Regions from separate parts of the Mus musculus genome. Here region 2 is linked to region 1. A link is a contact called in public Hi-C data. All regions are on one chromosome and are shown on one strand. Each heading gives the region's core, a stretch centred on a gene start, on an enhancer-like site or on the middle of the called end of the contact. The rest is flanking DNA. Distances are from core to core; before and after follow the strand shown. Region 1 overlaps Ank3 (ankyrin 3, epithelial). Region 2 overlaps Ank3 (ankyrin 3, epithelial).

Region 1 (5,682 bases), core at 290-2,789:
TTTGTCTTACCTGTGGGGCTGTCTCTAAGTGTTTGTTCCACCACTAACCGGCCTGACCCCACTCTGACCAGTTGGTCCTTCATATTATCCTTGATTGACTTACTATGATGCAAGTGTGTGTTAAGGTTTCAAACCTGGGACAAGCAGCTAAGGTGCCTATTTAACAATCAAAGTGGACCTGGCCTCCAGGTTCTCCCAGCATCCTTCAGTCCCTACCTGTTTCAGGGTATGGCTGGCATACTCTGCCCTCTATCCTGAACTTTCCAGCCTAGGGGCTGGGCTGCCCTTACCCCAGAGGCTCTCCCCTGTATAATCCTCTCCCCCTCCCCCTCCCCCACCCCCTTTTGCTCCTTTTGTACCTTTGTCCTCCTGGCTATTATACTTGTTTTCCCTCTCTCCTTTCTCCTGTCCCACAGGTGGTCAGGGTCATGACCACTCAAGTCTCTACCAGACGAGTCTGCCTCTGTGTCTCTCTTATATCTATAATAAACTTTCTCCTCCACCATACCTAGGAGCGGTCATGTCCTTTCCTCTCCTTTTTATTTCTTTTATTTCACTCAAAGCACCCACTCTCTTCCTGCCTCTGGACAACTTTGTACAAGAAACACAGCCTTATAAAGCACCGCTGTCCGGATTTGTAAACTCAGAACATCAAACTCCTAAATCCGGAGAGGATGGGTTTGCTTCCGAGAGAGGTGTCCTGCCTTGTACCTGGGTTCCCAGGCATTTAGCCCGAGCCTTCTGAGACTCCGTTGTAAAGGACCAGAGTGTGTTCACTGAGCCCTTCCCATCCCTCTATGGGTTGAATTAAGGAGCTTACTTCAAATACAGCTGGGGAAAACACAAGCATCAAGTCTGTCTGCACAGTCAACCTTTGCCAAGGCCTGCTCAGACTTGTCCCCTGTGTGACAGGACATTCTCAGGACAAGCTCCAGAGAGTTTCCTTTCTTAAGACTCAAACACGCAGCAGCAGAGGGACAGTGGTGTCACAAGGCTTTTAATCCCAGCAGAGGCAGGTGGATCTCTGTGTTCGAGGCCAGCCTGGTCTACACAGTGAATTCCAGGAGAACCGGGATTATTCAGAGAGACCCTATCGCAAAAAAGCAAAAGCGAAAACCACACCAAACCAAAAGGCTCGAGCATGGGCTTACTCTAAGGACCCAGGATCTCAGGTGACTCAATGGCGTGCAGCTCATTTGCTCAAAGGTTTACTCTCATAAAAGAATTGGCGTTTAAACAAATTACCCACCCAACCGTTCTCTGTCCAACAGCTGAGACTGGGCCGCCTGTTTCAGCCGTCAGTAGGGACCCGTACAAAGACGGAGGTTCACCACACAAAGATACAGCAGGTGCCCCTGGGCAGGTCCCAGGAATGCTTTTCTTATCTTTTCTTTCTTTCCTTTTTGGCTATAATCCATCCCAGGGTAACTGACTACAATGTCCCTCTGTTGGGAAAACTTGAGTCATAGGAAAATGAAAGTTAAGCCACGTCCTGCTTTAGAGCCTTACTTTTTTTTTTTTTCTCCTATGGAAAAAGAGTGACTCATGGCCATTCAGAGGTCCCCTCCCTTCTCAGAAGGCAGAGGCTTCTGACACACTGGGCAGGCCAGCAGCTCCTAAAATACTTTTTTTGGTAGACGCTGTTGGGTTTCCAAAGACCAAGGCGCTGCCGGCTGTGTACTGAGTGCCAAGCTCCCTCCTCTCCACTGAATTTCAGGCCCCCCTGAGGCAGAGGCACAGAGGTTCTGAAGGCAAGGTCACAAGGCAGCGTTTGAGGGAAGCAGAAGCCTGCCAGGAAGGGTTGGCTGGAGTCAACCTATACCTCAAAATCACTAGTCAATCAACGTCTTCCCCGGGACTGGGCATTTTCGTTCTTTCTCTGAGTGCCTGGGCTTACTCTGAATGAAATGTCAACACTTTACTAGGGATTATTTATTTCAACCGTACTAAGGGTTATTTACTTTAACAATAGCAAGCATTGTCTTATTAAAAAACAAAACAACAACAAAGGTTAATATCATTTAAGCTCACAAATTCTTGGACAAATAGTATTATTATTTTTTAAGACAGGGTCTCACTATGTAGCTCTGGCTAGCCTGGGACTAGCCAGACCTGGCTGGCCTCAAACTCAGAGCTCTCCTGCTCTTGACATTATGCCCAGCTGTCTGTTTATATGCATGTATGTATAATGTATATATGTATGTATATGTGTGTATACATACATACACACACACATATACACATGCATGTATAAATGTATAATATATATGTACATACATACATATCATTCATACATATGTACATTATCATTATTTTTATCTGAAAGAAAGTCTCCTTCTGTAGATCAGGCTGATTTTGAACTCATAGTAATCCTCCTGACTCAGCCTTACAAGGGCTGGCAGTCATGTCTAGTTTGCTTCAAGATTCTATACGTCAGAAAGAAAACAACAAAACCCCTCTAACTGGAGGAATCATAACATTACCGCAGTGAGGTGAATGAAGCTGTTCAGGTCGGTCTTTTTTATAACCGTTTAATGTCAGGCTCTCTCTCAGGTAAGAGGAACCTGAGTGGGGCCCTGAAGAACCAGCCGTTTTGCACTGTCAGCTTTATTCCCACCAGCACAGGAGGCTTTGTCTACTCCCAAGGACATTTGGAAAGATTAACAAAGTACAGTGATTTAATGGGCATTCCGTCTTTGTCTCTGGAAGAGCAATCCCTCCACACGCGATGCATCATGTGCCGCTGGCAAGACCCTCGCTTGGGTTGGATGGCAGGACTACTCACCAGGGCTTTGGCATTGGGGCTAGCTTTCTTATCCAAAAGAACCTTGGCAACTTTGTAATGGCCGCAGTGGGCAGCCACATGGAGGGCAGTCAGGTAGTCGTTGGTGACGTCGTCCACGGGCACGTTGTGCTGGAGGAGGAGTTGGACGCAGTTTAAATGGTCTCCTTGTGTGGCCATGTGCAGTGGCGACAATCCATTCTGGAACACGGAAGGGGAAGAGGACTCATTGTTTTTGTTTTTTTGTTTTTTTTGTTTTTTTTTTTCTTTTTAGCTCAAATGAGGCAAATAACAGAACAAACAGGAACATGTTAAAAACTCTGATGCTTCATTTGGAAATACCTTACGATTTTAAAAGGCACTGACAATCCTTTTGAACGGCTCCTGCTTTAAAAAGAAAACTTTTCTTTCTTGTGTTAAAGAAAAAAAAATAGTCCAGGGTAGTTTCTTTCCCCAGTTTAAAACTTATATGGTTTGTACCAGGGGCCAGAAGTTACTATATTCCCAGTAGGATTTATCATTTAAAAATGCAAGAAAAAAAATAGTGAAAGCCAACTCCTAATCACTGGACTCTTGCTGTTTTTTTGCCCTTGCAGAACATTACCGAGCTTCAGAAACAAGACTACCCTGTGGCAGGGAAACCTTCATCCATTTCTAGAAGTCTGGCGCCCCCATGCGTCAGCAAGTAAAAGGAAGCCACTGACCCAGTGAAGAGTCCGCAGCTTAAATCATCCTGGCTTAATAATAGTCACGGGCAGCATGAAGATTGAAGATTTATTTCAAGATCTCAGAGAAGAAATGAATATAGGAGCCCTCAGGGTCCATCTCCAGCACTGAAGGGAAAATTGTGAAGAATGGCAGTCACCCCTCAGTGGTTGGATACGTGAATCAAGGCCAAGCAGGCTAACGTGAGTCCTTTCGAGCTTCTGTTACGTATGGAAGCAAAGTGGGAGAGCCCAGAGAGTCTCAGCAGGCTCATTTACCACAAGGGAGGTCTAAATTACCAATAGTATAATTTAGCACATTAAATAAGCCAAATAAGCCGTTTCCTCTATGATAACAACAAATTCTGTTTTCAAAAAATGTTGGGACGTGTGCCCAGGGGATCCAGGAACACCTGACTTTTCCAAGACCAGCTATCCCCCCTACATTTATTGTGGCATGAGAGGAAACATTCATAGACAAAGCAATGTGAAATCACTCAGCCATCTCACTACCACAAATGGCTACATATTTCAGATACCCATATTCCTTAAAGGCAAGAGATTTATGATAGTATTTTCCTATACTGCCTAGCGGAGTTATGCAGATAGAAAAGGGGATATAAGCGTAATAAATATTGAGATGAATTTAAACACTTGGGCAGCCATTGGGGAGTTGGAATGTTCCTGCCTCAAGCATTCTCCTCTATTATCCTGAACCAAAGGAGACACTAAAGGTGTCGCCAAGGGCTGGGGCATTTCCCATCTGACACTGCCCCACACAGATCCTCCCTCACTTCCACCAAATCCTCCTTTGCTTTATGTTTTCCTGTAGTCTTAGAGGAAGTGCAAAGTAAACAAATCTCAGAGAACACAGGACTTCTCGGAGCCTGCCAGTGGGAAACATTGTCAAAAACAAAAAGAGGCTCCATCCTAATGAGACTTAACAATCAATTTGATATACCTAGAGTTGCCCAAGCACGAATTCTCAACTGTAGGACTGTCCAAATCATCTTAGCCTGCGGGCATGTCTACAGGTGATTGTATTGATTGGCAACTGACATAGGAAGGCCCAGCCCTCTGTGGGTGGCACCATTCCCTAGGCAAGTGGGCCTGAGTGGTATGAGGAAGCTAGGTACACATAGGCCTGAGATAGCAAGCAAGCGGATGACCTAGAAGTGTAAGCCAAATAAACCTTTTCCTCTCCAAATGGCTTTTGGTCAGAATATTCTATCACAGCAGGAAAGTGGAAACTAGAACACTCACGAATGATGTATAGAATAATGATGTATGGCTGGAAAACTAACTCAGTGTCACAGGGAATGACAGAGAGACGAAGACAAAAAATTCAAGTGGCCCAACGGAAAGGGCTCATATTGGATATGGTGACTGAAGGATGGCTTCCGGAGTGATAGGCTTTCTTAGCTCAGCAATATAAAAAAGGCTTAAGGGATCAGACAGATTGCCTTAAAGCTAGGCTTACAACAATCTGTGACTTCTCTCTCAGTACAGATTATCTAGTGTCTTCATAAGTGCTGTGTACTAATCTAAGAACTTGGGCTGAACAAGAAAACGTTCTGACGTTCATTCTATCAACGAAAGCCAGGTAGCAAGCATGTACCAACAGCAGCAGAGAGGTTCTCTCTAAATGGTGTAAGGAGCACCGATGGGGAATGAACCCTGCCCAGATGACGCTGACTTAAAGACATGGTGAGCACAGGTAAGACAGACAATCAGAAAGGTCTGTTTGGTGGGTGGGCCAGGGATGTGGTGGAATTTGCAAAATGTGTGCCACACAATCTTCAGGACCTGAGTTTGATCCCCACATAAAAAGCCAGGCGCGGCAGCACGTGCCTGCCAAGGCATTGTAAGGACAGGTGAGAAGCTCTCTGGAGCTTGCTGGCCACCCAGCCCGGCTTTAGGAATGAGCTTCAGGCTCCCCGAGGGATCCTGGGCACATGCACACCTGTACGTGAGCATGCTGAATGAGGTTTAACAACCAGCCCTCTGAAATGACAAAGCTCTCAGGGCACCCCAGAGCTCAACGCCTAGGGTGTGTAGGCTCCTTGCTATGACCAATTTTAAGTTGCCCTTGTCACTGTTAAACATGGAAACAAGGAGAGAGATGCACATTTGGTTTTGTGAGCTGACATGAGGTTCCCCTAGACTGCGGGATTTGGAAAGGGCGGGCAGGCTTAT
Region 2 (6,041 bases), core at 1,502-4,001, 77 kb before region 1:
AAAAGGTACCAAAGTCAATTGGAAACTTTCAAGTTTATAGTTCAAAAAAAAAGGGGGGGGGGCATGGCACAAAACAAACCATCTATTAAGAACGGCCAAACAACAGGAAACTAAGACCAACAGCAGAGTGGCCTGCTTACAGGGGACACTGAGTCAGTTTGTGAGGCGAATCAATAATACAGTTGATGTTTGTGTGAACGTGTGTGTGAACGTGTGTGTGTGTGTGTGTGTGTGTGTGTGTGTGTGTACGTGTGTGTGTGTGTGTGTGTGTGCATGTGTGTAGATGCACGCAGTCATAGGTGGCTAAGCATGTTCCTGTGTGTATGCTCATGTGGAAACTAGAGACCAACTTCCCGAGCTGATTCCCAGGCCATGTTTACTTTGGTCTTTGAGACAGGTGGCCCTCATTGACTTGGCTGGGATCCACTAGGCTGGAATAGCTGGCCTGCAGACCCCAGTGATTTGCCAGTCTGCACTGCCTCGCCAGCTCTGAGGTTACAGGTTTGAGCCACCATGCCCACAGGTTTTGGAGACTCAAACCCAGGTCCTCACACTTGTGTGACAAGCACTCTACTGGTTGAACCACTTCCCTATCTCTAAATAATGGTTTTATGGTAAAGAAAAAAAAGTCAGATACATATGGGGGGGGGGGAAGCCTCATTTGAGAAAAAAATTTAAGAAAAATAACATTGTGTTAAAATCTTTTCCATTGGAAAAATTTTTTTAAAGATTTAATGATCACAACAGCCAGGAAATTTTGCTGTTATCAACAATCAATGGTTTTTCTGATACTCTGCTTTCAGGAATAAAAACAGACTTGTCCCCAAAATACTTTTACATGATTTACAAATGCAAACCACACACTCTCACAAATGAGCATATATTGCACAGGTGAATATATCCGTAGGTATGGAGGTGTTCAATATGCATGGATAACTCTAAATAATAAATGCAATGGAGCATAACGGAATAAAGAGAAATGTCACGTGGGCACTTACCCAGAATGCACCGGGCTTGAGACCAGGTTCACATTATCTAACGTGTCCGCTGCCCAACTGTAGTGTCTGAGGGAGTCAGAATCAAACTCCCTCGTGAACGTCAGGTGCTGAAAAACAAAGCAGAACGTGACATCAACCACACACGTGACACACAGGTTTTCTCCATACACACAAGACATCAGCCACACACAGACACACCGGCTTTCTCATCTGCATTCCTTTATAAGCCTGTTTATAAACAGTCAATGTAATAAATTTGGAAGTCCTGCTCATGAGGTCTACATCTGGGTCCGCTTAGAAGAACCTTTAAGGAAGGAAGCTTTGAGCTTTCCTGGTCATACTCTCTTCAGACGCCAATGGAGGTCATGAGGAAGATCACCAGGGATCTCAGCGCAATTACAGTTTAGGGGTGAGCAGGCAGAAATGTGGCCCTCTGTCCTATCCAATAAAGCTCTGAAATTCAAAAAAAAAAAAAAAAAAAAAAAGAGGAACCTTTAAAAAGAACCAACATAGTGTACTGATAAAATACTACATATGAAGATACTAAGAAGGCAGCCTGGTATCATCTGCATAGTACAGGAAACACGAAGAAATTAATTTACATGCTTTTCGGCAAGTTCACTTCTGGTCCAAAATAATCCTACAAATTAAAATTTTCTCCCTGTTCTCAAAATTCAGTCCTGATGACTCTGATACCTATGGGTCCTATGGCTGACAAAGTCTTCCTCGAAACAAGAAAGCCTGATTAAAACATAGACTGAAGTAGCAGAGGGCAATGTGCACCGAGAGCGAAACTCCAGAGAGTCAGAGACCTGAGAGCGAGGACTTGACTTTCTGCCATTGGGAATGTTTGTCTGTTGTAAATGTAGATAGAACGAGTGTTCATGTCTACAGAGATAGCTGCTGAAGAGGAGAAAGCCCACTAAGGTTCTGACAGACAGTCAGGCAGCCTCAAGCATGATACATGTCTTCTAGGACACAAGCTGAATTGTGGGGCCATGTAGAGGGGAGGCGTCAACAGTCTCACAAGAAAGTGGATGAAGTCATAGAATTTATACTGGAAAATGGGCCCAAAGATCGTGCCAGCATGTCAAACAGAGATTCACAAGCTCCGAAGTACTTCCCTCATTGAATCAAAAACTTGATTGAATTAAAATGGCCATACAGGGCAGGAGGTGTGGCTCAGTAGTAGAAGTTCTATGCAAGCCTGCTGACCAGAGCTCAACGCAGGATGCAGTACACACACCTGTAATCCCAGCACTCCCACAAAGAGATTGGAGGTAGAAAGAGAAGACTTGACACACTACATGTGCGCAGGCATCACACACATAGACACACACACACACGTGGGCGTGCACATGCACACATGCATACTCAAATAACATTAAAATTAAAAAGCTGAGAAAATAGAGGAAATCAAAGATCAACACTAGAGTTTCAAATCCTGCTCCATAAACAAACCAATCAACACGTCTAGAAAGAGAGAGAGAGAGAGAGAGAAAGAGAAGGGGAGAGAGAGAGAGAGAGAGAGAGAGAGAGAGAGAGAGAGAGAGAGAGAGAGAGAAGGGGAGAGAGAGAGAGAGAGAGAGAGAGAGAGAGAGAGAGAGAGAGAGAAACTTGAAACAGAAGATAATAAGGAAACAACTCAAGGTCCTTTCCCAGTTCTGAAGCCCATGTTCTCAGTGTAAGAGGATCTACTATGTGACAAGGAGTGAGATCCCCCTCTGAGACCACTAGGGCTGCATCAGCATGGAATTTCAGAGCCTAGAGACAGAGATGGCCACACACCCCTTAGGGAACCAGGGGATGTGTGTATGTCTGGGGAGGGGGTTGTCAACCATTTCACAAGAGTCCCTAAGACTGTTGGCAAACATAGATATTTACATTACAACTCATAACAGTAGCACAATGACAGTTATGAAGTAGCAACAAAAATAATTTTATGGCTGGGGGAGATCACCACAACATGAGGAACTGTATTAAGGGAAAGAATAAGGAAGGTTGAAAACCATTGCACCGGAGGAAGGTCAGGGGCTCAAGGTCGTGTTCTGATACATAGTGAGTGACTCTGAGCCTAGCCTAGGTTACGTGAAACCTTGCCTCAAAAACAAAGCAAACAAAACCAGCCAGCCAACAAATAAACAACAAAACCCCTGACTTACAAATATACCCCAAATGACTCAGACTATTTGTGTGTGTACAAGTAGGTCCATGTGGGGGAGGAGGGGAGGAAAGAGGGGGAGGAAGAGGGGGGAGAGGGGGAGAGGGAGGAGAAGAAGGAGGGGGAGGGGGAGAGGGAGAGAGAGGAGGAGAGGGAAAGGAAGAGGGGGAGGGGGAGGGGGAGGGGGAGGAGGGAGGGGAAGGGAAATGGGAAAGGGAAGGAGAAAGAGATGACCTTGGGTATTGTACTTCAAGAATTGTCTATCTTGGTGGTTTTGGGATGGAAAACAAATCTCTTTCTGGCTTGGAGCTTACCAATTTGATTAAGCTGGCTAACCAGCAGCACACCTCCAGGATTGTTCCTCCCGTCTTCCTCAGCACTGGCAATACAATCGAGCTGCCAAGCCTCACTTTCTATGTGGTTCTAGGGCGGGGACTTAGGTTCTCACCACTTGCATGGCAAGTCCTTTAGTGAATTGAGCTATGTCCTCAGCCTTAAAAGGCATAACAGCTCTGACATTTAAAACAGATAGTCTGTAGAGCAACTGAGTCTATTTGAGTCATGGTTTAGGTCCTAGGAAAATGCCAAAGTGAATGAGGGATAGGTATCACTGCATTTAACAAGAGAAGACAGTGTGTGTGTGTGTGTGTGTGTGTGTGTGTGTGTGTGTGTATGTGTGTGTATGTGTGTGTGTGTGTGTATGTGTATGTGTGCGTGTGTGTGTGTGTGTGTGTATGTGTATGTGTGTGTGGGTATGTGTGTGTGTGCGTGTGTGTGTGTGTGTGTATGTGTATGTGTGTGTGGGTATGTGTGTGTGTATGTGTGATTAGAATTTGATGCTGGGCCTGAAGCAAAGGCTCAGCAGCTAAGAGCACTGGCTGTTCTTGCAAGAGAGCCCAGGTTTGATTTCTAACATCTCTACGGTGGCTTGAAGCTATCTGTAACTCCAGTTCCAGAGGATCCAACACCCTCTTCTAGCCTCCAAAGACTGTACATACATGGTACAGGTATATACACTCAGGAGCACAGCTAACATAAATCTTACAAACAAACAAATAATCTAATACGACTGGACAGAGCTGAGATTAACTTTGGAGAGCAATGAACCACTGGAGAAACTCACGTTCAGTCAGCTAACCACTTAGACCAGCTTTTACAGACACCAGCAGCAGCCAACTGTCACACTGGGACCAGGGACTGAATGCAAAGCTACTTTAGTATTTTTGGTGATGTTGGTGAGGAGCATGTGTGTGTGTGTGTGTGTGTGTATGCGCGCGCGCGCGCACGCGCGCGCATGTGTGTGGTTGTGGGGACAAATTACAGCTGTATGTCTGAGGCCCTTGAGTGATTTTCCATTTAGACCTTTAGAGTGCTTTTTTTAAAGTCTGATAAATTAATAATCTTTCACCTCTTTGTTAATTACAGTAAATTATTTACCTTCAGTACTCTGAGAAACTTACTGGTGACATTAATAATTAAAACCAGGAATTATACCACACAGAAAGGTATCCCACCGGCATGTAATATTCACGAGGCAGGATGTGCCAACTTGCCAGGATCCGACAACCCCCTTTGGATCTGCTTTCTCTCCTTGCCTCCCCTAGCTCTTTGCAGCCCATCAGAGCCTAGTCACACCACAGCTGAGCAGATGGTACACCTGGCCATCCCAGGGAGCTAGAATGTGCTGCCGTGCCTCTGAAAGGTAGCATTTCAAGCCAATGTTGGCTGCCAGAACAGTTTCTCCTCAGAGTCCCCTTTTCTCTTTCGTGGAGGTTGGTTCAGGTTTATGAGTGGCCCTGAGTCCGAATAACTTAAATATGAGCTGCCAGAATGTTCTTACTGTAGGGGCGGTTTCTGAAGCAAAATAACAGCAACTCAGGCAAACCTACGGTTTTATAGGCAGATCATGAATTGGTAATTTCCTTTCCAACTGTCTCCACATACTTACAGGCTAGAGTTTGGGGAAAACTGAGCAGAGACATGCCAGCATCTACTTATTTTATAAACAAACAGTATTCCTTTCAGAGTGTCTGTCCTCACCATCAATGCTCAGGGGCACTATGGCTCCCATTTAAAGGACTAAGCAGAGCACATCGCTGGGTGACCATTAAAATAGAAGCAGTAGCTGCGGACGCAGCTCAGTGGCAGAACATTTGCGTAGCATGCGTGAAGCCCTGGGTCTGGCTCCCAGGACCATATATACCTGGCATAATGGCACACACCTGTAATTCTGACATTTGGAACGTGGAAGCTGGAGGATCAGGAGTTCAAGGTCACCCTCAATTGGGACGTGAGTCGCAGGCTAGCATGGGCTACATGAGCCTCAGCTCCTAGATCTATTGGGACCGAGGTGGTATCTAGTGAAAAAGTGCAGCTTTGGGGCTGAGCCGCCTGTAGCTGGATTTGGCAGCGCCTGTTGGCACTTTCTATGGGAGATGACCCTTGCTACCGTGAACTTATTGGAGGTGGCTCAAAGGTGGTTATGGGCTCTCCAGACCCAGTTTTCACAACACCTCTGAAAACGTGGTGTCACTATCTGAGGGGTTTTGTTTGTTTGTTTTTTTTTATTTTTTGTTTTGTTTTTTAATTTCAGGAAAGGAGTTAGAAGGGCTGGCTGGGGTCCAGCATCTACGGTCCTGTGCTAAGGCCTGCGCCTGCTCATAGAGACAGCAGATTTTCTCCTAACAGCATCTGCTACTGCAAGGGTACTGACTACCCTATAGACCCTCCTGGCCATGGGCACAGGGGGTGCATGTATTTAGGGGATTAGTCTACATGCCCACTTGGTACAGACAAAGCCAACCTCCAGCAACTGACCCCCAATGTGTGTAGGGGGACACTTTGCTCTGGATCGTTTCCATGGCAACATCTGCCGGCCTGTG

What was found. Hi-C and Micro-C count contacts between places; a contact is called where the count stands out from the background.
Region 2: a Hi-C map of Sertoli cells shows a contact between it and region 1, with 2.4 times the contacts expected there. The contact joins two enhancer-like sites. A contact is called at or near these places in 3 of 15 datasets of contacts at CTCF or cohesin (the NIH/3T3 cell line, embryonic stem cells and stem cell-derived epiblast-like cells), 22 of 484 Hi-C or Micro-C datasets (the CH12 cell line, Sertoli cells, adipose-derived mesenchymal stem cells and 12 more), 7 of 115 datasets of contacts at active chromatin or transcription factors (bone marrow-derived macrophages, embryonic stem cells, extraembryonic endoderm stem cells and 2 more) and 1 of 9 other capture datasets (embryonic stem cells).

Annotation. Positions count from the first base shown.
Region 1 is chr10:69,868,303-69,873,984 of GRCm38.p6, reverse strand. It overlaps Ank3 (ankyrin 3, epithelial), which reads right to left. Exons shown (of 43, transcript NM_146005.3): 10 at 2,786-2,983. Among named protein-coding and RNA genes, the nearest start is that of Gm33416, 4.8 kb to the right of the region's middle. Within about 2 kb of position 1,539, at least 145 of the 459 cell types and tissues checked have an H3K27ac peak or open chromatin away from gene starts, as enhancers often do. A contact at or near this core is called in Sertoli cells, where this site is marked.
Region 2 is chr10:69,946,016-69,952,056 of GRCm38.p6, reverse strand. Ank3 (ankyrin 3, epithelial) reads right to left here. Exons shown (of 43, transcript NM_146005.3): 27 at 999-1,105. Among named protein-coding and RNA genes, the nearest start is that of Gm33361, 28 kb to the right of the region's middle. Within about 2 kb of position 2,751, at least 7 of the 459 cell types and tissues checked have an H3K27ac peak or open chromatin away from gene starts, as enhancers often do. A contact at or near this core is called in Sertoli cells, where this site is marked.